Linked DNA regions of Sus scrofa: regions 1, 2 and 4 are each linked to region 3. A link is a contact called in public HiChIP or PLAC-seq and promoter capture Hi-C data. All regions are on one chromosome and are shown on one strand. Each heading gives the region's core, a stretch centred on a gene start, on an enhancer-like site or on the middle of the called end of the contact. The rest is flanking DNA. Distances are from core to core; before and after follow the strand shown.

Region 1 (2,731 bases), core at 182-2,681, 380 kb before region 3:
CTCAGGACAAGAAAGTTTAGAAAAATTAATGTAGGGGTTCCTGCCATGGCACGGTGAGTTGAGGATCCAGCATTGCCACAGCTGTGACAGAGGTTGCAGGTGCGGCTCGGATTCAGTCCCCCGCCAGGGAACTTCTGTATGCCTCAGGTGTAGATGAAAAAAAATAATAATAATTTGTTCATTTTAATTAGGATCATTCTCAAGGTTTCCATTTTTATTTCCCGTGGTTTTTAGACTGTCCCAAATCTTGTCACTCAAATTGGAGCTGTAGCCGCTGGCCCACACAACCACAGCAATGCCAGATCAGGGCCATACCGGCGGCATATACAGGTTCCCAGGCTAGGGGTCCAATCAATAGGAGATGGCCTACACCACAGCTCACAGCAATGCGGATCCTTAACCCACTGAGCAAGGCCAGGGATTGAACCAGCATCCTCATAGATGCTAATCAGGTTCATTTTCACTGAGCCACGACGCGAACTCCCAGACTCTCCATTTTTGAATTTGGATGGTTGCATTAGGACAAGTCCACAGTCAAGAGGATCGAATAGACCAGAACTGTGAGAGACACAGTCTAACAGTGTGTAACAGTTTGGGGCGTGTGGTTGATAACAGCCACACAGTAGCTTTGAACTTGGAGATATGCACCTAGATCACCATGTAAATTATTTGCATATAGTTTAATGGTATTCTTTATCATTTTCTGTTCTGAATGAAACATTGTAGACATCTGAATTCTTCTTTAGTATTTAAGCAGACACGTGTGTCTGCGGTAACATCTGTACTTAGAGCTTTTCCATTCTGAAACTAGTTTTCCTGTCCTGAGCCGAATCTTAGTATTAATGGCATAGAGCTCTAAGGGAACTCATCAATCAGAAGCATTCACCTGTTCCCTTAACTTTAATCTCAATTCAGTAGAGATCTGAAACCTAGAGTTTACCGATTTTTATCCTACAGAAATGAAAAAGTGAAACAGTCCCCAATCCTTGTCAGATTGGTTTTAGTCTTCCCAAGAGAGAATCCTGAGGTAGTCGGCGGGCACGGACCTGGACAGCAGTTTCGTGCAGCTGGTAAGGAAACTGAAAATCGAGAGTGCCAGGTGAAGACCGCGCGGCTGAACCTGGGCCGGACGGCTGTTTCCGTGACCCCTGGAGCGGAAGGGGCCGCGCGCCCACCGGGGGGCTCTCCATATGCTTCCGATACGTGGATGCAGCGCAGCTGGGAGACCCATTCATTCAGTAGGAGCTTCGGCCCCGGGGGTTCCGGGTGCCAGGGCGCAGCCCCAGTGAGGAGCCCGAAGCGCCCCGCGTGGCGCCGCAGGACGCCCGCCACGCCCCACGCCGCCCTGCAGGCAAACGCGGGAGGCGGCGAGGCCCCGCCGGGCCGCCGTAGCGCTGCGGCTCGAGCCGCTCCTCCCGCGCCGCCCTCCGCCCCCTGCCTCCCGGCGCCGCGGCAGCTCTGGGCAGCCGACGCTGCCGCCGCCGCTTCCTCCTCTGCAGCCGTTCGGCCGCTGCGTGACGCGTCGTTTCCTCCCAACATGGCGGCCGGGGCAGGTCGGCGGTGATGGAGGCCAGTCCGCGGCCACGGCGGGTGCTAATCCCCACAGTAGCCAGGGCAGCCCTGCTCTCGCCGGGCCTCTGAGCCGCCGCCTCGTCCCTCGGCCTCCGGCTGACGGCCGCCGAGCTGGGCTCCCTCGCCGCCCCCGGGCCGGAGGGACAAGTGGAGCGGGGTGGCCGGCAAACGACCCCCGGGCGGGGAGAAGCGGAGGTCCCACGGGCGCGGCCCCTCTGGGGGCGGTGACGACCTCCGCGCTCCTCGGCCGCCCGCCCCTTCCTGATCCTGCCGCTGCCCTCCACGCCTCCTCTTCCCCACCTCCACCCCCTCTCCTTTCTCTCCGCTTTTCCTCCCCCTCCTCCTCCCCTCCAGCCGCTGGGAGCCGCGGGTCGGACGAGCCGCCGCCTCCTTCTCTGCGTCCATGTATGAGGGGAAGAAGACGAAGAACATGTTCCTGACCCGGGCCCTGGAGAAGATTTTGGCCGACAAGGAAGTGAAGAAGGCGCATCACTCCCAACTGCGCAAAGCGTGCGAGGTGGCGTTAGGTGAGTGGGGAGGAGGCCGGGGATGGGGGTGGGGGAATGGGGGGGGCGCCGGCGCGGGAGGTGGGGTCGCTGGGGGCTCGCCCTGAGCCGGCGCCGCTAACCTCGGGGAGCCCTCGCCGAGCCCCGGCCGCCTGGCTGGAGTTGACAGTAACTCGGCTGGATGGGGGGCAGAGGCAGGGTGGAGGAGGAAGGGCAGTTAGTTAGCTCGGCCCGGGGCCGGCGGCTGCGCTCGGGCTCGACTCGGGAAGAGCAGGTTGTGTCGGCCGACCGTGCGGTGCGGACAGGCTCTCACCCTTTGTGAGGCGGCAGCAAGAGGAGCTGTTGTTTATTGGCGTGGAAAATTGAGGTGGAGCTGATTTGGCAGGATTGGGCGTGGGAAGGGTTCTGTCTTGTAATTTCCATAACTTTGTCGTTTGGCGTGGTACTTTGGGAAGCTAGGCTGAAGTTGTTCCCTTGTTGACAGTCTCGAGAAGGGGTTTGCGAGAGGTGCAGCCTGTTCTGACATCTCTCCGCCTCCGCCACGGGAAAAACAGAGTAATGTGGTATCCGACTGGGCTGACCTGGAAGAACTAGACCGGAGGTTAAGGGGTGGGGGGGCGAGATAAAAGCGGGGAAGGATAGGACCTTTAGAT
Region 2 (2,700 bases), core at 110-2,609, 280 kb after region 3:
AAAGACGGTTTCCTTTTAGGATGTAAATAAGCAGAGTATTAAGACCTAGGAGTATATAAGAAAACTATTTTCAAACGACATTACTTTCTAAATTAGGGTTTTTTTTTTTTAAATGAATTAGCAACACAATAAAGAATGATTTGAAAGAAAAGCTGTTTTACCGTCCCAGAAACCTAACTTGAGAAAAAGGAAGTATTAAAAGGCAGGTGTTTTAAGTTTTGAAAGTAGTACATGCAAGCGCCTCTTAATTCACATTTGCACCTGCATCTTTGATTTGCAAAAATTGATGCGTAAAATTTCAAAATAGCAAAATGTAAGTTTTGTTACATTAACATGTGGTTTTGTGCTCTATGCAGTAGAGCATGTTACCTTGCAAATTTGGATCCTTTAGCATTTCTAATCATTACTGTAATTAATCTACTTTAATAAGAGTTAAACTGAGCAGTTCGTACTTGTAACTGCTAGAAGCTCCTCCCCAGCAGTTCCTTACTCCTCCCCTCTCTCCTGCGAAGGAAGATAACCTTCTCCTGTTGACTACCGCGCTCGGTTATCTGCGCGTAATTCCCAGTCCATTCCTGTCTTCCCGCATTCTTCTCCGGGATCACGGCTCCTTCACTGCGCACCGCAGTTATTTCCTGCAGAACCGGGTAGTGGATTAAGCTCTTTGAAGACCAGCCGCAGACCCTGTTTTTTTCCCTTTTCCATTCCAAGCACGTGTCTACCTGAAAACTTTTTCCACCTGTCACACTCTTGCTCGGTCTTGATGTTCAGTTTCCTGCTACAGAATCTTGACTACCAAGTTTGGGCCAAAAGAGCTCTCATTTTTGCTTAAACAATAACGGCCGCGCAAATTTTATAGTTAGATTTGTCTCAAATCCGAAGACCGCGCCTCCTAACAGGAGGGATGCACCCCAGGAGTGAGCAGCTGTGGCCGAGAGAAGGGTGCGGGGACAATCCCTGACAGGACAGCTCAACCCCCAGGGACAACAGTGCCGCATCCCGTTAAATTTGGGCTCAGGCCGCGTTTCCGGCCAGATAGCCTCTCCGCGAGCCTGGAACTTGCTTTCCCAGTAGGCCCCGCGCGGCCTTCGGCGCCCCGCCCCCTCGCGGTGCGGCGCTGGGCGCGCTCCGGGTCCTGTCATAGCTAGACCCGCGAGCCCCGCCTGCGGCCCCACCCCCTCGCTCCCAGCTCCTTCCCCCGCTCCCGCGAGTTCCAGTCCCGGCTTCCAGCTCCCCAGCCCCGCCCTCAGTCGCGCGCGCTCTCCCGGCCCCGCCCTCGTTCCCCCGCGTGCCGCCGCCACAGCCAATGAGGTTCCGGGCCGCGTGCGCAGATTCAAACGGCGGCTCTTGAGGGAGGCTGGGCGCGAGATTCGGCGGTGCGGACAAAACCCTGCAGGAGGCTGCGAGCCCTGCAGAGCGGCTCGCTGCGGGGAGAGGGCGGGGGTCGGCTCCCGCGGCGGAGCCGCGCTGGGACCGCGGCAAGGAGGTTGAGAGGCAGGGGGAGCGGCCAGCGGAGGGCAGGAGCGCGCCTGCTGACATGTTGGGGGTATCCCTGACCGGGCCAGGCCGGGGCTAGGAGCGGCGCTGCGGGCCGGGGGCGGGTCTCGGTCCGCCCCTCCGTCCTGCTCTGCCGGGAACTTGAGTTCCGCACTCGGTCGCCTCGGAGCGTGAGCGAGTGAAGCGGCGGGAGGGTTGGGGAGAAGGAGCATTCGCCTGAGGCTGGAGGAGGCTGAACTGCGTCCCCGCCCAGCCTGCGCCTATGCGGTACTTGAAGGATGGCGAAGAGGTCGCGCAGGTGGGTGACATCCCCTTCTCCAGGCCTGTCGGCACAGTCTCGGCTCAGATCATCCTGCCTTTCCCGCCGCTTCCCCACCAGGCCCTGCCTAGCCCGGGCCGAGGTTATCCTGCCCGCTGCTCCACAGCCGCTTCGGCACGCTGGCCGGAGCGCAGCTGTGACGTGTGGAGAGTCGGGGACCGGTGTGTTTAAGACTCACGAAGTGAGCAACAGATGCCCGGGTTGCTTCCTTGAGTCCCTTCTCCCCCCCCAGCGCACGTCCGGACCCACAATCTCTCGCGGCAAGTTCTTGGTGGGAGTTTCTTGGCAGGTAAGTCTGTGTGCTTTCAGGGAGTCCGCTCCTCTGGTGAGGCTGGGGTACTGACCTGGCCGGACGACCTCAAAGTGGCATTCAGAGGGCCTCTTTTTCTCTGAATTACTGGACCTGTTAAAAATAGGAACTCTTGTGTTAAATATAGGTGGGGACCCCTCGGCCATCTCTGCCACCTTGAAAGGTATGGAAATCCTCTGAGGAATCATGAGTAGAGAGGCTCTTTTTGATGTTTTCTGTAATTACCATCCTCATGGTTTTAGTGTTATGTGTATATATATATATATATATATGTATTTAATATCCTCTACTGGGAGATGTCACACTGTTACCGCCAGTAGCTTGATCTTAAAATAAAACAATGTGTTTGATTCACTTAATATTTTGTGTGTCTACGGAAGTGTTGCACAGAGACAGGACATGGCTTTTGTTGGAAACTTGCTAGATTGAACTTATGCATGTCATCTTTGTTAATATGTCACTACAGTAGCTACTCCTAAATTGTGTGTAGTAATCACTTAGATGACAAAAAACTAGGGCCCTTTTTGTCAGGATTATTAAATAAACATGAAGAGAAGTTTGACAGGATTTCCAA
Region 3 (2,700 bases), core at 136-2,635:
CTCAGAAGTGGCAGCTGGTTTGTGGCTTTTGTGTATCTTATTCTTTGTAATTGCCTAAACTGCGCATGTGTGGTTATTTTTAGTCCCTTAAAGTTTCTTCCAGGTGTAAGCATTCAGGTGAAAGGTCCCAGGTTCCAGTTTATCTCATAAGGAAGAATCCTTTGGTAAAAGGACTATAATCACAATTTGTTTTGCTAGGTTTAGGCTTTCACATCATGTTTCTTTGAGGCAAAATATATTCTGCACTGGATTTTTATCAATTTCTTAGAAGTGTTAAACAAGAATTCTAAGAACAGAGACCTGGTTGAAATAAAGAGGCATTTATTTGGGGAATGTTAGGACTGCAGCCCAGGACACACAGATCCAAGGAGCAGCTGAATTGTATTCTGCCAGATTACAAAATGGGGGAAGTATACAAAGGCACAAAACCATAAGATTATATAAATTGTTTCTCAAGAATTAGGATTTGAGGGGGCAAGAAGGGTGCTTGCTAAATAAGGACTGTTTGGGGACTGAAAAGATCACATAGCTGTGAAAGGTGGGGGGGAGATATGTTTGAAACTTCAAAGATTGCAGCTAGCAGCTGCTAGGACATATTGTTTTGAAAGCAGCTGGTGGTGTCCTTGAGTTAGACACAGTTCAAAAAATTGAAGTTCTCAGTGATGTGGGAAACCACACCCAATAATGGCCACCCAGCTCAATTCTAGATGCCTGTACCAGAGTTAATCCATTTTTATCTTTAAATGATTTATAATGTCATCAACTTACAGTGTTTAAATGAGAGACGTGTCTTTCACTGATTCAATCGTTTAATTATATGCTTTCATGTGCATTTTTTTCTGGCAAGATCAACACCCCGTTTCCTCTAGACCTAAGCTTAGTACTATGCAGCCAGGGCTCAATACATCATGATCAAAAGAAAAAAGTGTAATAAAACACAAAGCATGAAAATCAATAGCAATTTACATGTTCATAAATAAGGCAAGCGACTGCTTTATGAATGCTTTTTCTTAACCTTCTACTATTATCAATAAATATAGTAATAAGAGCTATTGTTATAATATAGGGCACATATAACAGCTTCTTTTTTTTCCGGGTAACTAGTTCTTTTCTGAGTGTTAAAAGGTCGAATCCAGCTACCCTTACTATAAGGTGGGGGGGGTCCAATACCACCAGTTTTTTAAGTACTTAACTACGTGAGGGAGTAGAAGACCAAGCGAATGTAACTGGGAATGGGGGACTCTTTTTAGAGCGTTTTCTGCTTGCTTAAATCCATTACAAACTGGTAGTTTAATCACTTACATATTCAAGGAAATAGCACACAGCGAGGTCCTCAGGAGCCCTGAAATCCTCTGTGGAAACCCCGAAAGCACTGCCGCTCGGGATAAACCTGCGAGCTGGCAGGCGCGCCGCTGCAGGGAGGCCGGGTGGGGGTGGAGCCAAGGGCCGGAAGGGGCGGGGCTAGCCTGGAGCGCCACGGCTCCGGAGCGCCGCGGGCGGCCGCGTGGGTCGGGGGGCGGTTACTTTTCCGCCTGCAACTGGAGGAGAAAGACTCCTGAGTCACCGTCGGCCTTGCGCGAGGGGCGGCAGCGCCTGCGGCCAGTCGCCGGGCTCTTCGTATCGGGGGTCCCCGCGGAGTTAAGTCCGCTTCCTGCCGGGAACCCGACTCTGTGCCAGAGCCCATGAATCAGCCTCGGGCCCCTCCGTCCTGTGGGTCCAGGGCCCCGGGCCCCGGTACCTTTCGGGGTGCAGCCGAGCGGTCGGCGTCGCCTCAGCTTCAAGGTCATCCCGGGAGGCCACCTTCTCCCCAGCCCTGGTGGACGCAGCCTTGAGCTTAACTCCGCGCCTTCTGCTCAGTCTCATTTTGTGAGTAACCGTTACCTGCAAGTCTTAGCTGACCCTTCTCTGTAGTAAACCCTGATTTCGCTTGTTCTCAGCCCAAACTAATTAAGGGCCCTCTGTGATTTTGTTCCGAGGCGGCTGGAAAGTAGGGCGGGTGGTTTCGCGCCCCGCCTAGGCCTTGGCTGGAGCCCTTTGTATTCCCAGTAAAGCTTTGTGTGTGGCCTAGACCGATTCAGGAATGGGCGCTCATTTATCCTTAGGGAAAGTTCTATAAAAGGGGGAGGGATTAGCTCTTAGATATTAAGACAATCTTAACTGGACTCTAACTGGTTTTTAAATTTAACACAGCAGTTTACCTCCTTGCAATGAATTGTGGTCTTGACACAGTGGATCATCGTTGGCGTTTGTTCCTGGATGTTCATTTGTAAATACGTTCTAGAGACGTGGCATTGAAGTTGCAGAACAGTATGTCCGGTCTAGAAGGCGCTTAGGCTGTAAATGCCTGCTATATATACCTTTAGATGCTTGGGTTTACATAGAGATGTGTATTTCTGGACATAATACGGAAAAAATTGGTCAACACCTGGGAGACTGAAAACTTTTGCTTATTAAAAAGCAAGTTACAATGAATACCTTAATACCTCGTCGATGAGATTTGCTATAGTCCTGTGGGGTTTTTTTTTCTCCCCAGAATTTGAAGTACACGTTGTTTGATCTAAAACAATATAGCAGTTAACTGTCAGTAGGGCAAATGTGATAGCTTAAAGTAGTATCTATTTGATATTAGAGTCAGTCATCCTTTTTGAGGCCTAAGTGGCTTGAATCATGTTTTCATTGCTAAGTGTTGGAATTTTTAAA
Region 4 (2,757 bases), core at 141-2,640, 440 kb after region 3:
GTACATGTAAAGTGCCTAGCACCTGGTAAGTGCCCAGTAAACATTAGCTGTTTTCTTTTCTCTTCCTCCCTCCCCTCTTTCCCTTCCTTTCTGTGCTGGCAGCATTTGGAATTTCCTGGGCCAGGGACTGAATCCAAGCCACCCACAGCTGTGGCAATACCAGATCCTTTACCCTACTGCACCACATAGGATCAAACCCTGCAGTCAGACTTTTTTTTTTTTCTTTTTAGGGAGGGTTGCACCCTCGGCATATAGAAATTCCCAGGCTAGGGGTCAGATTGGACCTGGAGCTGCTGGCCTATGCCACAGCCACAGCAATGCAGGATCCCAGCCTCGTCTCCAACCTACACCACAGCTTTTGGCAAGGCCGGATTCTTAACCCACTGAGCAAGGCCAGGGATCAAACCCTTATTCTCTTGGATACTAGTTGGGCTCTTAACCTGCTGCACCACAACAGGAACTCCCTGCAGTCAGATTCTTAACTCACTGGAACTCCTAGCTATTTTCTAATTCATGGTCTTCCCACATCTGTCTTTTCTATCCTCACCTCCTCTTATAAAGGTAGTCCAGACTTTTAACTAGTTTTAGATCCTGGAACTAGGCTTTTGCCTCTGGTGCTGTTCTTCCCTTTGCCTGAAATTCTTCTTTCCTTCCCATCCTTTCCTCCTGTTTATCTCCACCTTTTTTTTCCCCTCATATTTTCCCAGACCGACTTGTGCATCTGCACATTCAACACATTTATCACGTGGCTACTAGTACCTGGCATTTTTGGAGAAGTCAGACGTATCATAATGTTTAACTCCTTGACTGCCTGCACATACCAAGGAGTCAAGCTCCTGGTTATTGCTCTGAACCTTTCCGTGGGGTCCTGCACAGAGTTTCACCCTGTTCCCTCATGCAATTTTCCCTGCCAGATTTTAAACTGCTGCAGTCTTTCGTTTTTTTATCTTCAGCTCCTAGAATAGTTTTTGGCACGATAACATACACCCAGTACGTATGTGTTGGTTGGACACATGCATTTGTCTTGGTCACTGTGCCAGGCTCTCCATTGCCCGCCCTGATCTGAGACCGGGTGCTCTCCTTTCTGGGGCTTACTTTCCCTAACGTAGAACTGGCAGAGTACAAGCGGCCTCACCGCGCAGCGCTGGCTGCTTGGCACAGGGACGGAGCTGTCTAGGCTGGCTCGCCGCGGGCGCGCACTGCGGCAACGCGATCCAAAGTTCCTGAAAATGACTGCGGGAAGAATGCGCTGTCCCCTGCCCGCCTGCCGACCCCGTACTCACGCTGCGCGCTGCAGTTGCCTCAGCAAGTGTGCTACCCGGGCGCGAGCGGCAGCGGCCATGGCTGCACCGTTTCCCTCCTCGGGGCCCCGCCCCCACCGCCGGCCAATCCGTGCCGCTGGCTTCCCCTCCGCCCCCTCGGCCGCGCCCGCCCACCCGCTCCGCTGGGTCTCGCGCCCCCCACAGCAGCCCTCCGGCTCCAGGCCATTCTCCCACGAGGCGGAACTACGACTGCTCCAGCTGCAGGGTCTCACCCTCCGCCTTTGAAATTGCCATGCAGGTAACTGTTTAGGATACTTCCCCAAGTCTCTGTGTAAATCCTCTTTGTCACTAGTCGGAGACCTGGGAAATGTGGAGAAAGAGCATTCTTTTCCACTCTGACTCCTTTAAAATGCTATGTTGCCTTCTGCCCCCTGTCCTAGCAGAAACACTATCGATGGCACAGCTCTTTATCAGAAAGTTATCTTAAGACAGTAACAATTGAACATATTTTTATTAACCCATTATGAAATCTGAATTAATCCTTTCTTTCATAGCAATTTCTACAACTTTGTAAAAAGGGAACAACACTGAAAAAAAGACAAAACGAACTCCCAATTCTAATTTCCTATCAATTGTCAGACCAAAAACCAAGAGTAGAGTGGCTCCCTAGAGCTCTAACAGCAGAAAAAAGCCCCCTCCCCCCATTCTAGATTTACTGTTAATTTTCAGGAGATATTTAGGAAGGTGAGTTACTGAAATCAATTAAGGAAAGAAACCCAGGATAGCTGTAAACATTTCATCTCCTAATTAAACCAGCTCAAGTCAATGTGACAAATGAATCTAAAGATAATAATGTTCCAAGGTTTTTGTGGGTTTCTCTCTTCCCCAAACAGATCCCACTTGAAGCTTTAAAAGAACTGGAGACATAAATGTTGATAAAAATTTAAGTATAAAATTAGGATTAATTAAGATTGCATTATTTAGTGAAGCACAAATTTATCAGCTAGAGCAAATTAATGTTTTCAGTGTTCAAAGAGACACCAGTTGTACACTTTCAATAATATATCAGGTATCAAAAGGAGCATGAGTTTTCCTAATAAAGCGGTCTTGCTAACGTCATAAGTTAGCTGGTGGATATCTTCTAGAAAGTAAATGAAAATAATCTGTAACACGTATCCAGGTCACTGGCTTTACTTAAAACTTACAAAATTTGAAAGCAATATTAGATCCAGACATACCTTTATTAAATGGCCTTTACAACAGTTCTGAAAATGTAACCTTGTAATCTTTTTGTTCCCCCACTTTGATAAATACAGAAGCTTGTTATCAAAACAATGCTAAAAGTCTTTGAAATATGACCTCCCTCACACCACATACAAAGTTTACAAGGAAAAAAAAAGTCTGTTTAAAAACAGAACTCACTCCTAATTTCGACCAAATTCTTTCCCTAATTCGTATAGCCTTAAATACATCCTTTAATCTTCAGCCAAAGTTT

What was found. Promoter capture Hi-C pulls out the DNA fragments that hold promoters and counts their contacts. HiChIP or PLAC-seq counts read pairs in DNA pulled down with a chosen protein or histone mark.
Region 1: an H3K27ac HiChIP or PLAC-seq map of alveolar macrophages shows a contact between it and region 3. The contact joins the promoter of ARFGEF1 here to the promoter of CSPP1 in region 3. A contact is called at or near these places in 2 of 47 Hi-C or Micro-C datasets (embryonic fibroblasts and fetal skeletal muscle) and 2 of 2 datasets of contacts at active chromatin or transcription factors (alveolar macrophages and skeletal muscle).
Region 2: a contact with region 3 is called in an H3K27ac HiChIP or PLAC-seq map of skeletal muscle, with 3 times the contacts expected there. The contact joins the promoter of MYBL1 here to the promoter of CSPP1 in region 3. A contact is called at or near these places in 2 of 5 promoter capture datasets (fetal liver and liver), 4 of 47 Hi-C or Micro-C datasets (brain, embryonic fibroblasts, fetal skeletal muscle and 1 more) and 1 of 2 datasets of contacts at active chromatin or transcription factors (skeletal muscle).
Region 4: a contact with region 3 is called in a promoter capture Hi-C map of fetal liver, with 2.7 times the contacts expected there. The contact joins the promoter of ADHFE1 here to the promoter of CSPP1 in region 3. A contact is called at or near these places in 2 of 5 promoter capture datasets (fetal liver and liver), 12 of 47 Hi-C or Micro-C datasets (adipocytes, embryonic fibroblasts, fibroblasts and 6 more) and 2 of 2 datasets of contacts at active chromatin or transcription factors (alveolar macrophages and skeletal muscle).

Annotation. Positions count from the first base shown.
Region 1 is chr4:67,464,086-67,466,816 of Sscrofa11.1, forward strand. It overlaps ARFGEF1 (brefeldin A-inhibited guanine nucleotide-exchange protein 1), which reads left to right and starts at 1,432. Exons shown (of 39, transcript XM_001928010.7): 1 at 1,432-2,099. The coding sequence starts at 1,976.
Region 2 is chr4:68,118,719-68,121,418 of Sscrofa11.1, forward strand. It overlaps MYBL1 (myb-related protein A), which reads left to right and starts at 1,360. Exons shown (of 16, transcript XM_021089286.1): 1 at 1,360-1,795. The coding sequence starts at 1,776. LOC106510063 (a long non-coding RNA gene) reads right to left here and starts at 1,063. Exons shown (of 2, transcript XR_001308193.2): 1 at 723-1,063; 2 at 319-635.
Region 3 is chr4:67,842,952-67,845,651 of Sscrofa11.1, forward strand. CSPP1 (centrosome and spindle pole-associated protein 1) reads right to left here and starts at 1,386. Exons shown (of 27, transcript XM_021089277.1): 1 at 1,303-1,386.
Region 4 is chr4:68,284,046-68,286,802 of Sscrofa11.1, forward strand. It overlaps ADHFE1 (hydroxyacid-oxoacid transhydrogenase, mitochondrial), which reads right to left and starts at 1,391. Exons shown (of 14, transcript XM_003125603.4): 1 at 1,284-1,391. The coding sequence starts at 1,342. RRS1 (ribosome biogenesis regulatory protein homolog) reads right to left here. Exons shown (of 1, transcript XM_003125604.4): 1 at 1,758-2,757. LOC110260284 (a long non-coding RNA gene) reads left to right here and starts at 1,444. Exons shown (of 3, transcript XR_002343277.1): 1 at 1,444-1,560.